2 separate regions of the Mus musculus genome follow, and region 1 is linked to region 2. Evidence: chromatin contacts called from public HiChIP or PLAC-seq data. All regions are on one chromosome and are shown on one strand. The core of a region is the stretch at or near the end of the contact, and the rest is flanking DNA. Distances in the headings are between cores, read along the strand shown.

Region 1 (7,228 bases), core at 3,475-5,974, 590 kb before region 2:
GTCCCTTCACAACCAATATATGAAGGTGTTTGATATCTGAGGTTGCTTGAACTGCCGTGACAAAATGCCTGGCAGAAACACCTTAAGGGAGGGATGTTTCACACTGGCTCCTAGTTTCAAAAGGTTCAGCCAACATGGCAAGGGAGGGGAAGCTAAAGCTGTGCCTGGCCAAGAAGCAGCTCCTAATTTTGTTCTAGAAGGTAGAAAACTCTTCCTGGGCAACTAATTAGTAATTGATGGCTGGTGCTGTCCCTGGGCTGGTGGTCCTGATAAGCAAGCCAGTAAGCAATACATGTCTCTGTGGCCTCTGCATGGGCTTCTGGCTCCAGGTTCCTACCCTGGTTAAAAGAAGAACAGCAGGACAGTCACAGCTCTCTTCTTTCTTTCCTCTCATCGTCACTGAGTCCTGAGCTCATGAAAAGGCACTGTCAATATGCTTGCTGATTGTCCCTCCTTCGTTATAACCTCTTGGTTATCTCTCTCTCTGTAAAAGCTCACAAAGACAGCAGCAAGTGTCTCAGCAGTCTCCTAGGTGATTCTGAATGTAGCCATGGTGATAATGAAGACTAATGCTCATTCTGGCTGTGGAGGGAGGCAAGTCAAGACTACGCTGAGTCCATCTCACCCATTTATAATAAATAAACCATAGATGCTGCTAATGATACATAAAAATCGGAACCCCTGCGTCCTGCGGACAGGAGTGTAAAAAGAGGCAGCTACTGTGGGAAACCATATCCAAGGTCCCCAAAATGTAAGCGTTAGAACTAGCATCAAATCTAGCTATCTCATCCCTCAATATACGTCTGAAGGAAATGAATTCAGAATTCTGAGGGGTTGCCTATTTACTCGTATTTATTTTAACCCTATTTATATTAACCAAGATTTGGAATTAGCCCAGGTGATATTTAAAAATTTAGTTCATTTTTTTAAAAAAAGTGTTTTTCCATAAAATAATGAATTCGGTCAAGAAGGAGAATGAAGACCTGTCATTTGTAGGGAGATTGGTAGAGCCGGGAGACATTGCGTTAAGACTAGACATATACAAAAGTATCTAGTATTTATCACTTGTTTCCTCTCAAATAAATAACAGAATGAGAAACGTCCCCCACAGACGCACGTGTTTGAACACTTAGTTCCTACCTGTTGGTGCTGTCTGCACCAACAGGTTAAGAAGGCTTCAGGGGGTGGAGTCTTGCTGGAGGAAGTTAGTCACTAAGGGCGGGGCTTGAAACTCTATAGCCCATTCCCACTTCCTGTTCGTTCTTTGCTTCCTAAGTGTAGATACAATATGTCCAGGCTCCAGCCCCTGTCACCATGGCTCCTCTGCCTGCTGCCACATCCTCTGCCACAGTGGACTGCGTCCCTGTGGAACCGTGAGCCAAAATAAACACTTTCTCCCTTTGGTTGTTTTTGTCAGGATATTGATGTCATCACAGCAACAGGAAAGCCAGCTACAACGTGCAGACACTAACATGTTTTTAAAAGAAGAGGAGGGGACCAGAAGATGGAGGATAAAGAGGGCGGGGCACAGAGAGTAGGAGAGACATGGGTGTATATGCGAATGGTATATGTATGTAAGAGCATGTTGTATGATGAATTCTACGAACGTGTATGATAAATATAATCAGAATTTTTTAAAAAGATAGATATGGTCAGAGAACCCCATGGATAGTTCCTGTGAGGAAAACAAGAGGTCAGGAGGTGAGCCAGTCGCATGGGTGTTGGGAATCAGGAGTGGCCATTGCGTTGAAAAGGGATGTCAGTGCTTTGATACGTATGCAGAAGACGATGAAGCAAAATGCTTGGGATTACGTTTATAATGGGATTTGAAGGCACCGTTGCATAGAGTGACAGTTAATTTTTAATTAGTTTAATTTTTAATTTTTTAATTAGTTAATAAGTGTAGGGTGAAGGGTGTGAGCATATTCCATGGCATAAGTGTGGAGCTCAGGGGACAACTTTCAGGAGTCTGTTCTTTCCTGCCACTAGGGGCGCCAGAGATCATTAGGCTTATGTGTCAGGTACTTTTCACTGCTGAGCCATCTCACAAGCAGTTCATTTGACAGGACCTAGAGAGGCCAATGAGTATGTCTGGAGAGAATCTGCAAACAGGATTGACACGTGGACTGATAACTGAGAGAGAAAGACCCTCCCTGGCTGTGGACAGCACTACCCAACAGGTAGGGATGAAGAAGAGGAAGATGACAGCCAGCATGTGAAGGCATCGTTCTTGGGGGGGGGGGGGGCGGTGATCTGTGATTGCTTCCATCACCATTGGAAAGCTGACTCCAGCTTCGATGGTCTCTGAGTCTCACTAGTGACTTCTCCCATCAGCATCTGAGTGGGCGTCTTCACTGGCCGCCTGAGGCTTCCATCTTCTCTGCCTCTCTAGGGTACAGACAGCCATTGTTGGACTTCACAGCCTCCACTTGTGTTCGGGTCCCATCCTAACATTCAGGCACTGAGGTGGAGTAGTGAGTAGGTGGACCAGAGGCTGATAACCTCAGGCCATTTACTTTCTCTTACTTTGGGGTGGGGGGGGGGGGCGGGGAAGAAGCTGATGGCTTCTGGCAATTAACTCCTGCTGATGGCCGCAAGGGATTAAGAAAAGAAACTTAGTTACTTGGGCTCTTTACTCTTTGACTGGGGCGTCTCTGACTGGCCTGAGAGGCTCCAAGGAGCTCAGTAACCCTTCATGAGCCAGAGAGAAAGAAATAGGATAAAAAGTAAGCCATGCCCACCCGCGCGCGCACACACACACACACACACACACACACACACACACAAAACCATCAGTTTCATCAATTTCACAAATGCACATGCATAGTTACATACATGCACATATACCTACATATGTGTGTACATGCAGACACATACATACACACACATATTTACAGATATGTACATTTGGCGAATGGAGCAAAGCCACAACAGCCACACTATTTTTTTCCCTCTCAGCCTTTTTATAACTCCTTAGACAAAAGTTCTTTATAAAATTAGCCCACAGATAAAATGTTACACAAAAAGGAGTTACAGAAGGATGTCCGTAGTAAGTTCAAAGCAGTGTTACATTCTATAAGCTCATTATAAGTTCAAAGCAACAGTTTCCCATGGCCTTGCTCTATCATGGTGCATACCTGTGGCTTCATCCTTGCACCTGACCTAGAATGAATGTTTTTCCTTGATCACAATTCTGCCCCAAGCCTGTTTCTCTTTTTTTTCCTGTAATTTATGAAAGCTCATTGTGTTCCTAATTATGCAGCCTTTACTATTCTATGAGGAGTGGGTACATTCTATTCTTGATTCTAACTATATTACATCTTTCTGGCAAAACGACTAAAACCGTCTCCTTAAACTTTCTTCCTAAAATTATTTGAATCAAACCAGGAATTCTATAAAGTCATTAATTCATCTAAACAGCACTAATTTATGAAAGTTCATCTTCATGTTGATCTGCAGGAAATTTGCCCAATTGGGTGGGCTGGTGCCCAGGAATCATTGGGCTATGTAATAGTGATGGGAAAGTCATAACATCGGTGAGAAGCAATCCTGGGATGACGTCTCTGGGGTCCATGCCTGTCAGAGCTCACCTGTCACAGCCATGCAAAGTGGTGGGCCATCCTCAAAAAAAAAAAAAAACCTTACTTGGTTGCCAAGCTTCATGGCTTATGCCACAATTACATATGCCAGTCCCCCCCCCCAAAAAAAAAATCCCCTTAGCTGTGTTTCCTGTCTGCTAAGAATCAAAGAACAGCCTCCACTGAGCCCCCCCCCCCCAGGATAATATTCTACCCAAGCATGTGAGGCTAAAAGCCAGGATGAACCCTCTGAAACAGTGACCTAAAATAAAAGAAAGGAGCTTTTGTTTCTCCAAGTATTTAGCCACAGCAAAGAGCAAAGGAAGTAATGCATATAGGACCACCTGTTTCAAACCAAAGAAGATGCACATGTGAGTTCCATGGGAAAGTCTCTGATGAGCTGAGCCCTTCATTCAAGTCTAATGGGTTTGTGCAAAAAATAAAAAAGAAAGACATATCAATGTCTGTTACATCATTAGTACATCTTATCCCTCCTGCTATAAAACTCCAGTGACTTGTTCTCCAGTGGCTTCATAACTGATGCTGGGAAAACCCACTTGACATGAAGTGCTCTTTACAAAGTGGTATTGCTTCAAAACGGTAACCCTAGGGACTGAAGAGATGTCTCAGTGGTTGTGAGAGCATGCTGCTCTCTTGTGTGCCTGAATTTGATTTCCAGCATCCATGTCGGCTGACTTAAAACCACCTGCAACTCCAGCTCTGGGCCTTCGTGGGCACCTGTACACACACACACACACACACACACACACACACACACACACCTGTGAATATGTAAAAATAAAGATAAATGTAAAAATCCACAATAAATAGGACAGACAGATGGACAGACAGGATAGGATACATAGATAAGAGCTGTAACCCTAGTTTTGCTTATTGCAGTCGGCCAGCCCATCCCACTAGTTTCATGCTTGCTACTACCCACATATGCATGAGTTGCTTCTCTGGAGATCCCTAAGTGATGTACCAACATCCTACTAAAATCATCTTGGGATGCCACAGACCCACTTAGGCCCTGATGCCCTGCTTTCCTTGTAACAAAAATGAGCCAGTCCCATCATCCTATCTCATCCAAAAAGAATCGGCAGTAATCACACAGCCACACGGTGGCGCTCCTGCTCTATCCCAGCGAGCCAGGTTCTCTGGAGAAAAGATCGGATCCAGAGCCGTGTTTGCAGGGGTTTTCAAAGCTAGCAATGAATAAGCAGCTGCAGAGGCATACAATTTAAGCCAAGAAGATTGCTGAGGGCCAGTAAAGGCAAGTTTACAGTCTTTGTGGTCTAGAAAAGTCCCTGTTCAGACGCCGCCTCCCTTGCAGAAGCTAAAAGTAGTCCCACAAATTCCTCCAGGGAAATGGGAAACCCCTGGGCCAGCAGGAAAGGGCGTGGGGGGGGGGGGTGTCATTGTCGAAGTTTGACTATCCCATTTCTCTAATTCTCCCTACAGTAAAAGACAGCTGTGCCTTGCTGTGTTTTCTTTCTTTCTCGATCATCGAGGTTGCTCTAAAGACTGAGGTCGCCCAAACCCAAGATCTGTAGCCTGCTTACTTGCATGTTTTTGCACACCGGATATGACTCAGGCTGCGCCCAGGATGTCTGCTGCCCACAATCCTTTGGGGGACAGGATCTGTCTGTGCCTCTGTGCAACCGTTTGGTTTATCTGCTGGCCGTCAGAACTCTACCCTGTCATTTAAGCCCCGAACTTAGCCACAGGTCTCAAAACGTCTTAATTCATGGGTTTCTCTAAGTCACGTGATCTCAGTATGAACGGTTTAAAATGCCTTCAGGTTTTTACATTTCTGCTTTTAATGAGGAAACAAACAGAACCAGATACAGGAGTAAGGTCAATGCCAGAGTTAGAAGCCATGGCTTCTGGGGCTGAAGGCGTGGCTTAGTGGGTGAAGCACTTGGTGTTCCTCATGCGCACCTGAGTTCGGATTCTCCAGCACCCATGTAAGCTGGGCATTGAATTGGCATGGCCCATGATTCTCGGGGGGGGGGGGTGCGGGGGGGTACAGATGAGAAGATCCCTGGATCTTACTAACCAGCCAGTTTGGTTGGAACAGTGACTTTCAGGCTCAGTTAGAGACCCTTTTTCAAATACTAAGGTGGACTCATAGGCATCTTGCTACATCAGTCATAAAGGAATATTTTGGAAGAATCAAAGCCAGAGGTCAGGGAGGACCGGAGCAAATGTGTGTTCCGGACACGGTAGGACCACTGCACTGGTGAACTCACAGCAGCTGTGGTTGCCTGTACAAGACCTGCACAGGACCACGACAGTCAGCATTGCAGCATGGAGGGACTCACAAGCCTACCACTTACTAAGGAGCATGGGCAATAGATGGCTTCTGGGAGTGACAGACTCCATTTTTCTTTAAGGGTGTGGCCTCTGAGAGGTTGCCTAAGTTCCAGTGGATTGCCCATACCCATGAGTATGTGGGCAGCTCAAACTGCAACCAGTGGCTAAAAACAAGAACTTGGGAAGAGTTAGGGGAAGGAGTGAAGGGTGATCAAAATACATTGTATGCATGGATGGATTCTCACAAAAGAAATAAAAGTATTGTGTTTTCTAAAGGTAGGGAAGATTAAAGGTTAAAAGGAACACATTTGATGTCAAACACCGGCGTGCAAGGGCACACACATACACACACAAAGGCATATATATTCATGCACACACACATGCATATGCATATGCTCATATGCACACATATATACATGCATATATATGTTCTGGGGGCCAGCTCTGGAGCTCTGGTTCTCTCTTGAAGGTAGTGAGGTGTGTGGTGCTGGAGAGTGTTGGCAGGGGCAAGACTTGATCTTGCGAGAGAGTAGGGTTGCTTTCTATAATAGCATTTACCTATCTTGATTTTAAGTTACTCTGAGGGCAGAAGCTGCAGGCCTCTGGACCTATTGATACTTGTTGCTAACAGAGATGACTAGTGACTAGGTAAAGGATTTATTGCTAGAGCTCCCTTCTCTGGCCAGGCATCCAGGAGCCCCTTACTGACTTGGCTGGTTAACTCTGTAAACCAGGAAAGAAATAAGAAGTCAGCCACACAGAAAACACACATCGGATGAAATGGTTACATCACCTTTTATTTATTGCTTTTATCTTTTAATAGCTTTTAGACATAAATTCTTACACACACACACACATACACGCATGCACATGCACACTGGTTGGGCCCAACCATCTGTCTCATCAACTCCACAAGTGTTCATGCATGCTTACATACATACACATACCTTCATATGTATAATAAACAAACAGGCATATACATTTGGGTGGGTTTATGAATAGATGGATAGGGCAGAGCCCTGTAAGCCAAACCATCCAACAACTTTATTTCTTTTCTGTGGCCTATGTATATGTTCTTAAAAAAAAAATCCTTAGAATATTACCCCAGAGGTAAAATGTTACATAAATGGGAGTTACAGACAGATGTTGATATTATGTTTAAAGCAGTGTTTCATTCGGTATGATCATTATAAGTTCAAAGCAACAGTTTTTCCATGACCTTGCCTCATACAGTACACACATAGGTCCACATAGGCTTTATCCTTGGACCTAAATGTTTTTCCTTGAACACCAATTTGTCCCAAGTCTACTTCCCTTTTTAGTGTGATTAT
Region 2 (6,616 bases), core at 1,568-4,067:
CAGCCCCTCAGGTCAGGCAGATGAAGGAACAGGCCACACACAGTACTGTGACATAAGGGTCATGAGATGAGCAGGGGTTTGTAGAGGGAGCTGTGGAAATAGAATCTCTAAGCTATGGAGGATGTTGGTGGTGGGTGGAGAGGAAGGGTGAGGAGGAAGAAAGGGAGGATGTTCCAGGCATGTAGAACTAAGGAGACAGTAGAGTGTCCTGTGTGGGCATCTTGTGTGGCTGGAGCAGAATGTGAAATGTAGACTGAACAACTCACAGATTCTACAAGGTTCACTTCTTTTTTCTTCCTTTCCCCTTCCCCTTCCCCTTCTTCCCCTTCCCCTTCTTCCCCTTCCCCTTCTTCCCCTTCCCCTTCTTCCCCTTCCCCTTCTTCCCCTTCTTCCCCTTCCCCTTCTTCCCCTTCTTCCCCTTCTTCCCCTTCCCCTTCTTCCCCTTCTTCCCCTTCTTCCCCTTCCCCTTCTTCCCCTTCTTCTTCCCCTTCTTCCCCTTCTTCTTCCCCTTCTTCCCCTTCCCCTTCCCCTTCTTCCCCTCCCCCTTCCTCTCCCCCTCCTCCCTTTCCCCTTCTTCCCCTTCTTCCCCTTCCCCTTCTTCCCCTCCCCCTTCCTCTCCCCCTCCTCCCTTTCCCCTTCTTCCCCTTCCCTTCCCCTTCCCTTTCTCTCTCTCTCTCTCTCTCTCTCTCTCTCTCTCTCTCTCTCTCTCTCTCTCTCTCTCCCTCTCAAAGATTTATTTATTATATGTAAGTACACTGTAGATTGTGAGCCACCATGTAGTTGCTGGGATTTGAACTCAGGACCTCTGGAAGGGCAGTCAGTGCTCTTAACTGCTGAGCCATCTCTCCAGCCCACAAGGTTCATTTCTTGCTCGTCTTATGTCTACTGTAGGCTATCTGCAGCTTAGACATGCCTTCTCTTACTTCAGGACCTAGGGTGGCAAGCCTAGGAACCAATGTGAGGTCATAGTATGCAGGAGTGAAGGGTTTATTTTGGCCCACACTTTGTGGTCACAGTCCATCACGGCAGGGAAATCATGACGGCAGGAGCGTGAGGCAGCCTGTCCCCCTGCAGCCGCCCTCAGGAAGCACTGGTGCTCAGCTTGCCTTGACGTCTCTGTTCAGTCCAGACCATGTGATGGTGCAGCCCACGTTCAAGAGGGGTTTTCCCACCTCAGTTAAACTTCTCTAGAAACTCCCTCATGGGCACGGCCACATAGTTGCCTCTTAGGTAATTCTGATCCAGACAAGTTGACAATAACAATTGACCGGCATGCTCACATGTGGCACTGGTGAGAGATCTGCCATTGCTTTCTTAGCCACTAACCTGTTCCTGTCTGACGTATTTGAGACAAAGAAACGTGGAGGGAACTTTCTAACACGCCATTGACATTTGTTTACAAGGCTTCTTTTGGTGTTCACAGGTGCCATCTTATTTTAACTTGGTGTGGCAGAAAGGCTCGGGGTCATAGTCCTTGTCCCTCCTGATCTTTTTAGTTGGGAAATGGAGGCTCGGAGAGGCTAACACTACTTGGTCAGGGTCACTTGGTTGGGCTAGAATGACTCAATTCTATTCAGCATAACACTTTTGTGTTTCTAGTGGGTTCCAGCCCTAAGCTGAGCCCAGGAGCAAGGAGATGGAATTGTCTCTTTCCCCAGCCCCTCCATGCCCTCTGCTACTTCTGTGCTCTGAGTGGGACAATCTCAGCCACCCACACCCTGACAAAACCCTTCCAGGAGCTGCCGCTCAGAGCTGTCTCAGTGGCTCCCACTTTCCTCCTCCAGAAGTCCTAGATAAGTCTGAGTACCCAGACTCTTCAGAGATTCCTCTCCTCACTTGAGGCTCTGTGGGACAGGGAATTCCTAAAAGACTCCTTTCTTCTGAGACACCAGTGTCCCCTTAACTCCATGACTTAACTCATGGATTTTAGATGTGGAATCCTACCACAAAACTAGATGGGCCATGTGGGCTTGCCTGTAGAGAGAGTTTTTGTCATGCTGAGCCCCTCCCGCTGTGTGTGTGTGTGTGTGTGTGTGTGTGTTCTTCCTCTTCCTTTTTTTCCTCCTCTTGTGGCTATGTGACTTGCTCATTCTTTTGTGGCCCAGCCTCGTAAATTACACACGCTATGCCCGACACTCTAGTGGTGGAAGTCAGCATAAAACTCCACCTGGTTCTAAGCGGGAGGGGAAACAGACCCCTCCATCCACAGGAAGGGCCTGGAGACACATTTCTGAATCACTACAGAGACCGTTTTTGATTTTGCTTCTGTTTTCATAATGTTTTCTCACAGTACGAACACCACAGGCAAGTCTGTATTTACTTGAGTACTCTTGCAACGCTTAGACTAAAAACCACTCAAAGGCTGGAGCTATGTTTTGACTCCCAGTAATTGGAACATAGTAGGAGATCAATAAATCCATGAATGAGCAGAAGATTAAACAAATGGAATTGTGAAAAAAAAAGTCACATGAGCAACTCGATGAATTCCTTATTTACTGGCTCTTTGGGATCTGTCACAGCTCTCCTGACCTCCGCACAGTGCTGCTGCTGAGCAAGTCCAGACAGGCCAGCTGGTCTCATTAAAGATGGGCTCCATTTACAAGGCTGGCTAGTATTATAGAAACCACGCAAACCTCAGGGTGCTTGTGGTCCATCCTCCCGAGGACTCCGGCTGGTTACGCTGGTAGAAAATCCATTAGGTTGTTAAGGGGAATAGGGGCAACAATGTTTCTATTTAATTTCCAGAGGAGGTTGGTAGAACACCCTCCTGGAATGGCTGCGCTGCTCACCCATCTGGCTCTCTGGATGCTATTATGCTCTTCACAGAACATTAACGAGGAAGTAAATCCACCACCTCTGTGTGAGGAGGGTGTTTGCGTCATCTCGTGTTGCCCGTTGCCTGGGAAAACAGACGTTAATAAATGTGAGCACAGCTAGCCTTGGAAGTGGGACTGGTGCTCTTGGCGTGATAATGAGTACTTCTTCCCTTCCGGAGGGGGAGGCCCGGCATCACTTCCTCCTGCGGTGGCAAAGGGGAGATGATTAGACAAAACAGGATAACCTTTTACAGTCCCCAGCAGGACTGAGAAAAGGCTATGACTTGTCACCGCCTCACTGGAGGGACAGGGAAGGACAAACAGGAGAAAAATAGGACTTCCTGAGACACTCGTTGCTCCAGCATAGCTCTGGTGTGGATTGTTACCCATCTGCCTGTTGGGATGTTGATTATCTTGTTTGCTGAAGCAGGGAAACCAGTATGAAGTCAGGGAGGCCACTGGGTCACATGATCATCTCTGCTCGCTTCGTAGTGACTTTGGTGACAGATCTGATTCTGGAGCTGGTCATGGTGACAGCACCTAAGTCATGCAGCCCAGTACCATGAAGAAGTGGAACACATTCTCAATTCCCAGAGAGGATGCAGCAGCCCACCCCCCCCGCCCCCACATACAGGGCCTTCCACTCCTCCTCTTCCTTCATCTTTTGTACTTAACAGTGAGTGACAGACTGTTAAGGAGCCCACCAAGACAAAGGGACCTCACCAAGTTGCTAGGATCGAATGAGTCCATGCATGTTGGAACGGTACCCGGAGCAAAAGAGTGATGTGCTATTGGCAGTGCTTGCTGTGTTTTTTATGTACATTCTTTGAGCAGGTGGGGAAAGCGGTCCAGGTCATCAGGAATGGGGGTCATCTTAGACCTTAAGATGTGAAGCACTGCTCGCCCTGAGCCTAGCTTTTGTGTTGTTTTAGGACTGGAAAGGAAAGGAACAAAGCCGACAGGTACGCGCTGGACTGCCAGGAGAAGGCGTATTGGCTGGTGCACCGAAGTCCGGTAAGTAAGGCTTCCCTTTCTCCCCTGACTCCTCCCCATTCTGTGCTCACCGCAGCACAGCTGCCTCTGGCTTCCCACCTTCTTGTCGCCAACAAGAGTTGAACTGGATTATCTGGTGTGGGCTGCCTTGTGCTGTGTCTTCTTGGTGGGGTCCTTACAGCTTGTCTGTCAGTGTTAAGTACCAAGCAACGGGAATCGACTCATCTTTTGTGAGGGTTTGGAATTTTTGTTGTTGAGGTTTAAGGAAATAAGAAGATCTGGGAACACAGGTCCCGAATGAGAAAAAAAACAAGACACTGAGAGCAGAGATGATGTCCTGTGCATCTCCAGACAGACAGACAGACACAGATGTCCTGTGCATCTCCAGCTCTGTCTTTTCCTCCCTGGTCCAGGTCAGCAGCTGGGAAGGGAGGAAGACAGGAGGACTGAGCACGCTTCTCAAGCTTCTCATTGCTCGGAGCACCTTGCTTCTTTGGCTTTTGGACTTCTATTTATTTTATGTGTATGAATGGTTTGCACTCATGCACGTATGTGCACCAGGTGTGTGCCTGGTGCCCCCCAGAGATCAGAAAAGGGTCTCGGATCCTCTGGTACTGGAGTTATAGATGTTTCTGGATCATACCTGTATATGGTGCTGGGAGCGGAGCCTGGCTCTTCTGAAAGATCAGCAGTGCTCTTTACCCATGAGCCATCTCTACAACCCAACTTTGGGACTTCCAATGGCTCCAACTTGGCTCCAAGAGACAGGTTGGCCACAATGGATGTAACCTGTCCCAGCTTGGTATTAGGAAATGGCAGTCTCATTTCCCAGCATTCCACTAGAGTTATCTCAGCTGCCTCAGTTTCCCTCTTGGGTTATAGAAAGTGCGAGAGGTTGACAGAGACTCCGGAAAGTGAAGCATCAAATGTTCTTATCAAAACAAATGTTCTTTCTCCTCCTCTTTTATTGACCTTGCCTCGCAATGACCAGACATGCTCAGAACAGGAAGTGAATGGAGTCAGGAATGGTGTTAAAGCCTGGCCACTCTCCCTTTCAGAGTCTGGCTGGCTTGCCCATCTTTGTCTGTCTCCAACAGATTGTTCTTAAGGTGTAGCCACCATGGTGCACGATTTGAATGTTGTCTTGCTGAAGCGAATGTTCTGGGCTTGATTCCTCAGTAGCTTGCTTGGTTGATCTTAGCTTCAGGGGTCGTCTTCAAGAAAAAAACTGATTTTTAGCTTCCCGACCCAGATTCCTGGGGGTTGACTGTGGAAGACTGAGCCCGGAGTCCTAGAGCATCCGGGCCTCCACAGTGGATGTTTGGAGAGAGAGCTTGTTTTGTGACTTCTCTGTGTTTTAGATGCAGCTTGTCGAGGTTGAGAGGAAATGGTAGGTTCACACTTACCTTCTGAGCTGGCCCCTGTACTTCATGGCTCTAAAGTGAGCCATTTTCCATCCTTCCTGAGTGGAGAATGGCTTTCCCACTGTGCAAGCAGCGAGTCCATGGTAGGAGTCCACGTGGCTGCCGTCCTCACAGAGTGAGTGCCAGACGGGCTGCTCAGTGAGCCACGTAGGACTCCCCCACTCCCCCGCCCTGGACATGAGTAACGGACCACCCAGAATTCTCCTTAGTTTTCCTGGTGTACGTTCTTAGCTTCTGTCGGGAGAAGTGAACAAGTGGCTCTTCACAGCCGGATAGATGAGTTCATATGATGCGGAGTCTACACGGCCACCTTTCCCTGTCTCCTCCTCTCATTTTTAGTAACGTGATACCAGCTCACCTCTATCACCTTCACTTTTCATGTTTTGGCTACTAATACCACGATTACCATCACCACCACCACCACCATCAGCATCAGCATCACCACTACCTCCACCATCACCACCACCATCATCACCACTGCCACCACCACCCTTGACACCAACATGCCTGACCTGGGTTGAAAACTCACACCTCGCTAAGCCTCCTGTTCCCATCCTTTTATCCACCCTTTGGAAAGCGGCATTGTTCCATTTTATTAACAAACCCACTGGAACCCTGGGATGTTGTAAGTTGCCCAGCTACACATCTCACATGTGCTAGGGCATCTGAACCCACACCCTTAATTAACTATGCAGCCCTCTCTCTTAGTCCCTATGCTTTCTTTGTCTCCTGTGACAGTGTCACCCGACGTCCTCATGTAGTTTAGTTTGCGTGTAACCTGAGTCACCCATGCTCCATACACAAACATTTGTGTTTGAACAAGCCTGACTACTCTGATAGTATAGGGGGCGGGGACTAGTTTAGAGAGAAGCTTTGATACGCTTGGGGCAGTCTTAAAATGCAGAGAACACATGAAACCCAGGTAGCATCAGGAATGAGGTAGGGCTGTATTGGGGGGCTGCTGTCACCGATTCTTCTTGGATAATCTTCATCTCTCACTGGCCAGCACAGGGAAGATGGTGTTCTATCTAAGGAACATCTCTGCCTGGAACAGAGCAATCTGTCTGACAAGCTTAGGGAGCCCTGGAGCCCACAGACTGCCAGACTGTCTCCAGGAGACCCAAACAAACCTCAACGCAGTGGGAAAAGAGCCAGCCGTAGCAAGCCAAGCATTTGGCTCGGTGGATGCTGAGCAGGAGCTCTGTAGACCCACCGCAGCCACCTGTTAGAGTGTGACGTGGTCACAGTTACCAGATGATCTGTTAACTTGCTCATTTGTCATGTGTGTGTACACATGAGTGTGTGTGTGTGTCTCCATGCATGTGTGTGTATGTAGGTGCATGTGCGTATGTATGTGTGTATGCACATTTATGTATGCGTGCA

What was found. HiChIP or PLAC-seq counts read pairs in DNA pulled down with a chosen protein or histone mark.
Region 1: a contact with region 2 is called in an H3K27ac HiChIP or PLAC-seq map of regulatory T cells, with 6 times the contacts expected there. The contact joins two enhancer-like sites. A contact is called at or near these places in 1 of 15 datasets of contacts at CTCF or cohesin (embryonic stem cells), 5 of 484 Hi-C or Micro-C datasets (B cells, embryonic stem cells, epidermal suprabasal cells and 2 more), 2 of 115 datasets of contacts at active chromatin or transcription factors (embryonic basal ganglia and regulatory T cells) and 2 of 9 other capture datasets (embryonic tail and embryonic trunk).

The regions. Positions count from the first base shown.
Region 1 is chr11:109,858,292-109,865,519 of GRCm38.p6, reverse strand. No RefSeq gene overlaps it. Among named protein-coding and RNA genes, the nearest start is that of 1700023C21Rik, 16 kb to the right of the region's middle. Within about 2 kb of position 4,724, at least 229 of the 459 cell types and tissues checked have an H3K27ac peak or open chromatin away from gene starts, as enhancers often do. A contact at or near this core is called in regulatory T cells, where this site is marked.
Region 2 is chr11:109,266,137-109,272,752 of GRCm38.p6, reverse strand. It overlaps Rgs9 (regulator of G-protein signaling 9), which reads left to right. Exons shown (of 19, transcript NM_011268.2): 8 at 3,749-3,830. Among named protein-coding and RNA genes, the nearest start is that of Rgs9, 29 kb to the left of the region's middle. Within about 2 kb of position 2,817, at least 84 of the 459 cell types and tissues checked have an H3K27ac peak or open chromatin away from gene starts, as enhancers often do. A contact at or near this core is called in regulatory T cells, where this site is marked.